2 separate regions of the Macaca mulatta genome follow, and region 2 is linked to region 1. The links are chromatin contacts, called in public Hi-C maps. All regions are on one chromosome and are shown on one strand. The core of a region is the stretch at or near the end of the contact, and the rest is flanking DNA. Distances in the headings are between cores, read along the strand shown. Region 1 holds the start of LOC144340102. Region 2 holds the start of YBEY (ybeY metalloendoribonuclease).

What was found. A called contact is a pair of places that touch in the nucleus more often than the background predicts.
Region 2: a Hi-C map of cortical neurons shows a contact between it and region 1, with 4 times the contacts expected there. The contact joins the promoter of YBEY here to the promoter of LOC144340102 in region 1. A contact is called at or near these places in 3 of 14 Hi-C or Micro-C datasets (cortical neurons, fetal cortex germinal zone and liver).

Annotation. Positions count from the first base shown.
Region 1 is chr3:1,254,939-1,258,798 of T2T-MMU8v2.0, reverse strand. LOC144340102 reads right to left here and starts at 2,032. Exons shown (of 4, transcript XM_077997891.1): 1 at 2,010-2,032; 2 at 1,607-1,688; 3 at 1-1,357. The coding sequence starts at 2,032. The coding sequence ends at 185. PCNT (pericentrin) reads left to right here and starts at 39. Exons shown (of 46, transcript XM_077995265.1): 1 at 39-162; 2 at 2,223-2,435. The coding sequence starts at 109.
Region 2 is chr3:1,296,227-1,300,086 of T2T-MMU8v2.0, reverse strand. It overlaps YBEY (ybeY metalloendoribonuclease), which reads left to right and starts at 1,907. Exons shown (of 5, transcript NM_001265798.1): 1 at 1,907-1,973; 2 at 2,439-2,692. The coding sequence starts at 2,483. MCM3AP (minichromosome maintenance complex component 3 associated protein) reads right to left here and starts at 2,525. Exons shown (of 29, transcript XM_077995268.1): 1 at 2,202-2,525; 2 at 1-966. The coding sequence starts at 858.

The sequences.
Region 1 (3,860 bases), core at 783-3,282:
TCGCGGGGGAGGGCGAGCACCAGCGCGGGGGAGGGAGTGTAAATAGAGCGAAGGCTGCTCTGTGTCAGCCCCGTCACCGACGGGCGGCCCGCGCGGCGTCTGAGGGAGATGGAAGTTGAGCAAGAGCAGCGGCGCCGAAAGGTGGAGGCCGGGAGGACGAAGGTAAATATCAGAGGCTTCTTCTCTAGCTGCTGCGGCGTGAAGTCCTAAGGGCGGCTCCGGTGCCCGCCACCGCCCCCTGCCAGGAGCGGACGCTGTCCGGCGGAAGCCGCGGCCGAGGTCTCGCTTTCCCGCGGGCTTCGCTGGAAGCCGCCTCCTGACCGCCGCCATCTTGAATCCGCCGCTCTCCGCCAGGGCCCGACCCCCACCGCGGCCACAGCCAATCAGCGGCCGAGACGCGCGGCGCCTCTCGGGCGGGCCGGGGCTGTGCCTGCGTCGGGGGGGCGGGTTGCTCGCAGTGCACGCCGGGGCGGGGTGTGGCTGCCGGGCGGGGACACGAGGGCGTGGCGTGGCTGCGCGGAGCGGGGCGTGGCGGGCGCTGGACCCCAGGCTGGATCCTTGAGTGGTCCCCGCGTCCTCCCGGACAGGGTGGCTTGGGGCGGGCGGCCGGTATTCGGGGGGCTGTGCTGTCTAGCGCCAGTTTCCGGCGCGGCCGGGGCCGGGGGCGTGGCGCGGGTGGCCTGCAGCGCCTTCTCAGGGTGCGCCTTCGCCCCGTTCGTCGGAGACGCTTTCCCGGCGCGTTTCCCGCGGCGTTGCAGTCCTTACCGTGTGAAAGGCCCCCGCGGCGCTCCCGGCAGCCGTCTTCTTCCCGCGCCCTTGGGCGCGCTTCCTGCCCATCCTGGCCCGGCGTAGCGCTGCCGGGAACCCACGCGGCGCTGGCGCCGGCCCCTTCGAGGGACGCGTTCCCGTCTTTTCCCGCCCCGGGTTTCGCCGTGAAAAGGCGCTGGGTTTGATGGCCACGGACCGGGGTTTCATGTGGAGAATAAAGCGCGCGGAGCCCATGACTCGGGGACGCCGGAACGGGAGTCCCGAGAGCGCGAGGGGGAACCGCAGGAGCTGTCGGGACGAGGCCGGCCTCTCTGCGAGGTGCGCGCGGCTCCCCCAGGATACTCTGGCCGGGGCGCTGGGGAAGAGCGGGGGCTCCAGGGCGCGGCCGGCAGGGGACGCCGGGCTGGGCTGGGGAAGGGCTGAGGCGGGCAGGCCTGCAGGGAGCTGCGAACGGGAGCACAGAGCTCCGTGGAGGGTGGAGAGTGGGGAGGGAGGGACAGGATGCCGCCTGTAGGGCGACGCAGGCTGGAGACCAGGTCTGTGCTATCCCCACGTGGATAGGTGTGGTGGAGGAGGGCACGAAAATAAACTACGTGAGTTTGACTTTGAAGAAATTTCTTTGAGAGACCGTTTTCTTGTGTAAATGGCCTTGTGTAATTTTTCTGGGTCCATGAGCTTGTGTACCTGTCGTTTACACAAATGTGTGTTCCATGCGTTTTGTTTTTGTGGCCACAGTTGTTTGAGGGAACAGATGTCTCCCCGTGAAAGGCTGATGTGGGATCGCATACCTCTTGAGTAAGATGTTAGTGGGAGATGAGGCTCACACATAGTCTCAAACCCTCGGATTTGAGGACTGAGCAGAGCTAGGCTGTGCCTTCTGATGGGCGATGCTCCGTGGAGGTCCCTGGTGCTTTGGTGAGCTGTGTCATGAAAAATAGAACATCTGATTCCATAAAGGAAGATGTGAGATTGACCTGGCTTAATTAATTTTTTGCTATTTCTGTACCTTGTCTCAGAATCTATGGCTAGGAAGTTTTGGCTGGGCTATGTATTTCTTCAGTTGGGGGAAAATTGGGGCAAGAAGGGAGAGATTTAGCTTTTATATCATTTTAAAACTTAAGTATGCCTTGATTAGGCTATCAATCTTTTATATAGATGTATTTTTTTAAAGTTTTATTTTTCTGCAAACTGCCAAGGGCTAGGAAAGCTATTCTGCCAATCAGCTGTATGGTTTTCTTTACCAGGCATAATTAGCAGTCCTCATTGTTAGACCCCTTGGATATAGATATTGATGAAGGCAGTGTTTGTGGAGAGCGATCTGTTGGCCAAGTGTGGCAGAGTAGACTGGGTCAGCCCTCAGGCCTCATGATCCCCACCAGTCTGTTGACTTTGTGGTTGTGTTATTTTTTTCTCACTTATCTTTGCCTTTACTACTTATCTACGTTTTTGCGCAGCTTGCTCACTTCCGACAGAGAAAAACAAAAGGTGACGGTTCGCATTCGGAGAAAAAGACGGCGAAGAGGAAGGGCTCGGCTGTCGATGCGCCTGTCCAGGAGGAGAGTCCGATAGCCAAGGAGGACCCTGCACTCCGTGGAGGAGGGGACATTTGCAAAAGCACATCATGTGACGACACCCCTGATGGGGCAGGCGGGGCCTTTGCTGCTCAGGTAGATTTGCTCATCGTTGTGTTTGAACATTTCGCTTATCTTCTAGTGATTTCTAGTGTGATTTACTAAAGATGGTCTTTGGTCTGTTTTTGCCTTTCAAAAGTGAGGAAAGAGTGTGTTATTTTAGTTTATAAAAAGTGAGGGCCAGGTGCGGTGGCTCACACCTGTAATCCAGGCATTTTGGGAGGCCAAGGCAGGTGGATCACCTGAGGTCAGGAGTTCCAGACAAACCTGGCCAACATGGAGAAACCTCATCTTTACTAAAAATACAAAAATTAGCCCGACATGGTGGTGCACACCTGTAGTCTTAGCCACTTGGGAAGCTGAGGGAGGAGAATAGCTTCAACTCGGGAGGCAGAGGTTGCATTGAGCCGAGATCGTGCCAGTGCACTCCAGCCTGGGTGACAGAGTGAGACTCTATCTCAAAAAAAAAAGTGAGTAAATTTTTATGGTTTTATTCTTAATAAATTTGGTTTTTCTTTTCTTTTCTTTTTCTTTTTTTTTTTCTTTTGTTTGTTCCAGACAGCGTCTTGCTCTGTTTCCCAGGCTAGAGTGCTGTGGTGTTATCACAGGTCACTCCTGCCTCAAACCCCTGGGCTCAAGCGATCCTCCCTCCTCAGCCTCTAAAAGTGCTGGGATTATAGGCACTTTATAATACCTGTTTTATCTTATGTAATTTTGAGAAATTTTGGATTAACTGCTTGAAGGCAAGTGTCAGTTGTTTGCTTTGTAATGGAAGACTGGGAGTTCTTCATGTGTGGTTGTGTCTATCAGCCCCTTTGATGGGTGTTTCTTGGAACACTTAAAATATAATATTCCTTCACATACTTGTAAATGCACCTGTGTGTCACATTTGTCTTTTACCTTTTCACTAAAAGTGAGATGAGGAGGGAAGGGGTGAAGGTATTGCAGACATGGTGTGTTGCTAGAGGAGACTGGGTCTGCTGCTTGAGGCCTTGTGAGCTGCAGGGGCACCCCCATGGGCAGGTGTGGCAGGTGAGTGCACACTGAGTCCTGAAGGGGCTGGCCTTCCAAGCTCCTTGGGGGCCTACAAACCTGCCTGGAGGCAGGCTGTCCTTGGGCCTTTTGTGTGAATTATGAACAAGGGCCTTGGGTGTTGAGTGTCCCTGCTGCTGCAGCAGAATGGGTGCAGGCTTTGGTGTTTGCTAGGATTCGCTGGAAAACTGGTGACCAAAGGGAGAATCTGGCCCAAGGTCATATGTGTCTATCCTGCTTTACTTAAAAAATTGAGTTGCAGCCGGGCACGGTGGCTCAAGCCTGTAATCCCAGCACTTTGGGAGGCTGAGATGGGCGGATCACAAGGTCAGGAGATCGAGACCATCCTGGCTAACACGGTGAAACCCCGTCTCTACTAAAAAATACAAAAAACTAGCCGGGCGAGGTGGCGGGCGCCTGTGGTCCCAG
Region 2 (3,860 bases), core at 658-3,157, 41 kb before region 1:
GCTGGGAAGTGGTTCCACCTGGGAAACAGCTTCTTCACACCCCTGCCTGACACCTGCTTTGCTAGCCTGGAAAGGTTCGCCCAAAACCGCAGATGACACAGGGAAGCTGCTGAAGCTATTACTAGAACTTCCAAATATTGACTTAGGTCCTCTCTTCTCTTCCTCTACATTTTGGTTTGACAAAGCAGGGGTAAAGGCAGATAATGAATTATTACTACTAACAGGTTTTGAAAAGGTAAAATTTGAATTGGTAGCTGAACTACTTGTTACTTGAGGAAAAGAGAATGGGGCCAGGCCTCCAGGTGCACTACTAATTGGGTGGGAAAACGTGAAAAACCCAGAAGCAATTTGGCTCTGGGTTTTCTCTGGCTCAGATTCAGCCCCCAGTATTGGTTTGAACACTGCATTTTCCAGAGGTTTAAAGCTGAATTCTGTTTTCCCAAAACCAGAGTTCACTATTTCTCCAGCTTCTTGTCCAAAAGCAGAGGTGCTTGGGAAAGCCCCAACACTGGTGGGTGATTTAAAACTAAATCCTGGGTTTCCCAGCACAGATGAACTTGAAGGCCCAGAGGTAGCCACAAAGGTGGAAGTGTGCTCAAGTCCAGAAAAGGGTCCAACACTTGAGGATTGGGTGAACCCTAATGTTTGCACTGAAGAGGAATGACTTACTCCGGAAGACGCTGGAAAGCTGGACACCTGTGAAAATCCCGAGCTCTTCCCAGATAAGGTACTGTTTTGTCCAAAAAGAGAAGGTTGACCAAATCGAAATGGCGACTTAGATGGAAGTGTTCCTACATTACTAGAAGACGCTGAAAAAGCACTAGGCTGCTGCCCACTGAAAGGATTAGTTGGGTTCATCTTCTGTTCCAATTATTAGAAGGTAATAAGTATTACGTGTGCAAAATTAACTGGCTTCCTGAAACAGCCCCGTAGCACTAGGGAGCTCCCCTTCGTCTTCAGAACACGCTGAAAGACAAAAATTCAGATCATCACAGCTATGTTCTGCTACAAGACTAAGAAAAGAATTTTTGAACACTGTCACACTAAAAGATAACTATTTCAAAGGCAGGCAAAGGGCTATTATTTTCCGAGAGCCAACAGGTTATTTTGTTGGAGGGTGGAGTAGAGAGTGGTACAAATAATTACTTTGTTACAGAGATTTAAAGCGTGATCCCTTTAAGATTAAAAGAAAAGAAAGCCGAATAAGAAAAGAAAGCCGACTCTTTTTACTGAGTTAGTAAATTCATGAAAAACCTCCATTGGTAGTAAGAAGATAAATGCTGTTCCACCTTACAGCTTAGAGACGAATTTCTCCTGTCTTCCTCCAATCTCTACAGCCGGAGAACTCAGCGTAACGCTGCCTGGCTTCCCTCGGAGCGGCTGGAGCGCTAACCACTGTCTCACATTCCTTTATCGCGCCCTGGCGACCACCCTCGAGCCGGCTGGAAGGGCGAGGGCGCTGCCACGGAGCTGCGGCCTCTCGGCGGGGACGGCGTGCCGGGGAGCCTAATCTTCCACCCAGCACAGCCCGAAACGGCGGAGGCCGCGCGGTGGGCCCGGGCCGGCCTGGTCACTGTACTGCCCCGGGCTCGCCAGGGGCCGCCGGCGCCGCAACGCTCCGTTAGCGACGATGTGGAGGCCCGGGCGCGCGGACGTGCGCGGGGGAAGGAAACGGCGCCCCCGGCGCCGGCCCAGCCCCCACGCTCACCGTCTAGCCGCAGGACCCCGAGGCCCGCGCTGCCCTCGGGCCCCTCGGAAGGACTAGAGGCGCAAACACAGGCCGCTGCCGCGATACTCAGCGCTGCCCTCCGCGGGCAGGAAACGCCGCGGACCGACTTCCGGTTCGCTCGGCACTACCGTGTTCCGCCCCGCCCGCTGCGATCCGGTTCCGCTCTCCCCAACCGGCTCGGCGGCGGGGCTTCCGGTCGGGAGGGTCCGCCAGCTGTCGCGCCTTTTGCCGGGTCCAGACATCGGTACGTCTGGGCGGGTTTCTAGTCTCCCAAGCGAGAGCGTCGCATTCACCCCCGTCGGTCTGCGGGCGCCCCAGACCCCAGAGGACCTGGCCCCAGCGCTTACCTGTGTCCCCCATTCTGTGCTCCCCATTCCAGCCCGTTCCCTCCTCCGCAGCGTCCCTCCCCGGCCGCGTCCCTCCCCCGCACCCGCCGCGTTCTCGCGCGCCTCGCCCCGCGCGCACAGTGCACCTGTCCCTTCTCTGGGAACCGCTCCTTCCGCTCCGCCCTCCTGGAGTCCCGGCCTGATTCCGCGGCGTCCTTCCATAGCCCCTCGTTGTTGCATCCTCCTTGTGGTAAATGTAAATTACCTTAAGATTTTTCAATCAGTTCCACCAAATAAAGTGATTTGATTGCGTGTGCATGTGTATTTTTACAGAATGTGTTATCACTTGTACTGATTGGTCTTCTCTTACACCTTAACCCCAGGTTCCGTTGCAAACATTTTTAAAGGGCTGGTTATTCTTCGTGAAATGAGTTTGGTGATTAGAAACCTGCAGCGAGTCATCCCCATCAGGAGAGCGCCACTTCGCAGTAAGATCGAGATTGTAAGGAGGATTTTAGGAGTGCAGAAATTTGACCTGGGGATCATCTGTGTTGACAACAAGAATATTCAGCACATTAATAGAATCTACAGAGGTAGAAACGTCCCAACCGATGTGCTTTCTTTTCCATTTCATGAGGTAAAAAAAAAAAAAAAAGGGTTCCTCTTGTCTAGCCTACCTTCCCAGAGTAAATTTCCTGTCTTTTTTTTTTTTCTTTAATTAAGACGGAGTCTTGCTCTGTCACCCAGGCTGGAGTGCAGTGGTGCGATCTCGGCTCACTGCAACCTCCCTGCCTGCTTCAAGTGATTCTTTTGCCTCAGCCTCCCCAGTAGGTGGGACTACAGATGTGGGCCACCACACCTGGCTATTTTTTTTTTTTTTTTTTTTGAGACGGAGTCTTGCTGTGTCGCCCAGGCTGGAATGCAGTGGCGCGATCTCGGCTCACTGCAAGCTCCGCCTTCCGGGTTTACGCCATTCTCCTGCCTCAGCCTCCCAGTAACTGGGACTACAGGCGCCCGCCACCGCGCCCTGCTAGTTTTTTGTATTTGTAGTAGAGACGGGGTTTCACCGTGTTAGCCAGGATGGTCTCGATCTCCTGACCTCGTGATCCGCCCACGTTGGCCTCCCAAAGTGGGTTAATTTTTTTGGGGGGGGGTATTTTTAGTAGAGACAGAAGTTTCACCATGTTGGCCAGGCTGCTCTTCAACTCCTGACCTCAGGTGATCTGCCTGCCTCGGCCTCCCAGAGTGTTGGGATTACAGGCGTGAGCCACGGCGCCCAGCCTAAATTTCCTGTATTAATTATATTATAGGCTAGGCTCTGTGGCGCATATAAGTATATATATTACAGACATGATTTTTAATTTTAATTTTGAAAATTTCCAAATACACACAAAAGTAGAGAGAGCAGTATATTCAGCCTCCACTGATCGATGGCCGTCACCCAGAGGCCACAATTACACCGGTAAGCCAGCAGAAAAAGAAAGGTAACAGCCGGGCATGATGGCTCATGCTGATAATCCCAGCACTTTGGGAGCCCAAGGCAGGTGGATCACCTGAGGTCAGGAGTTCGAGATCAGCCTGGCCAACATGGTGAAACTCTGCCTCTACTAAAAACACAAAAAATTAGCTGGGTGTGTGGGGGGAGGGGCGCAGTGTGCCTGTAATCCTAGCTACCTGGGAGGCTGAGGCAGGAGAATCGCTTGAACCCCTGAGGTGGAGGTTGCAGTGAGCCGAGATCGCACCATTACACTCCAGCCTGGGCAACAAGAGGGAAACTCTGTCTCAGAAAAAAAAAAAAAGAAAAG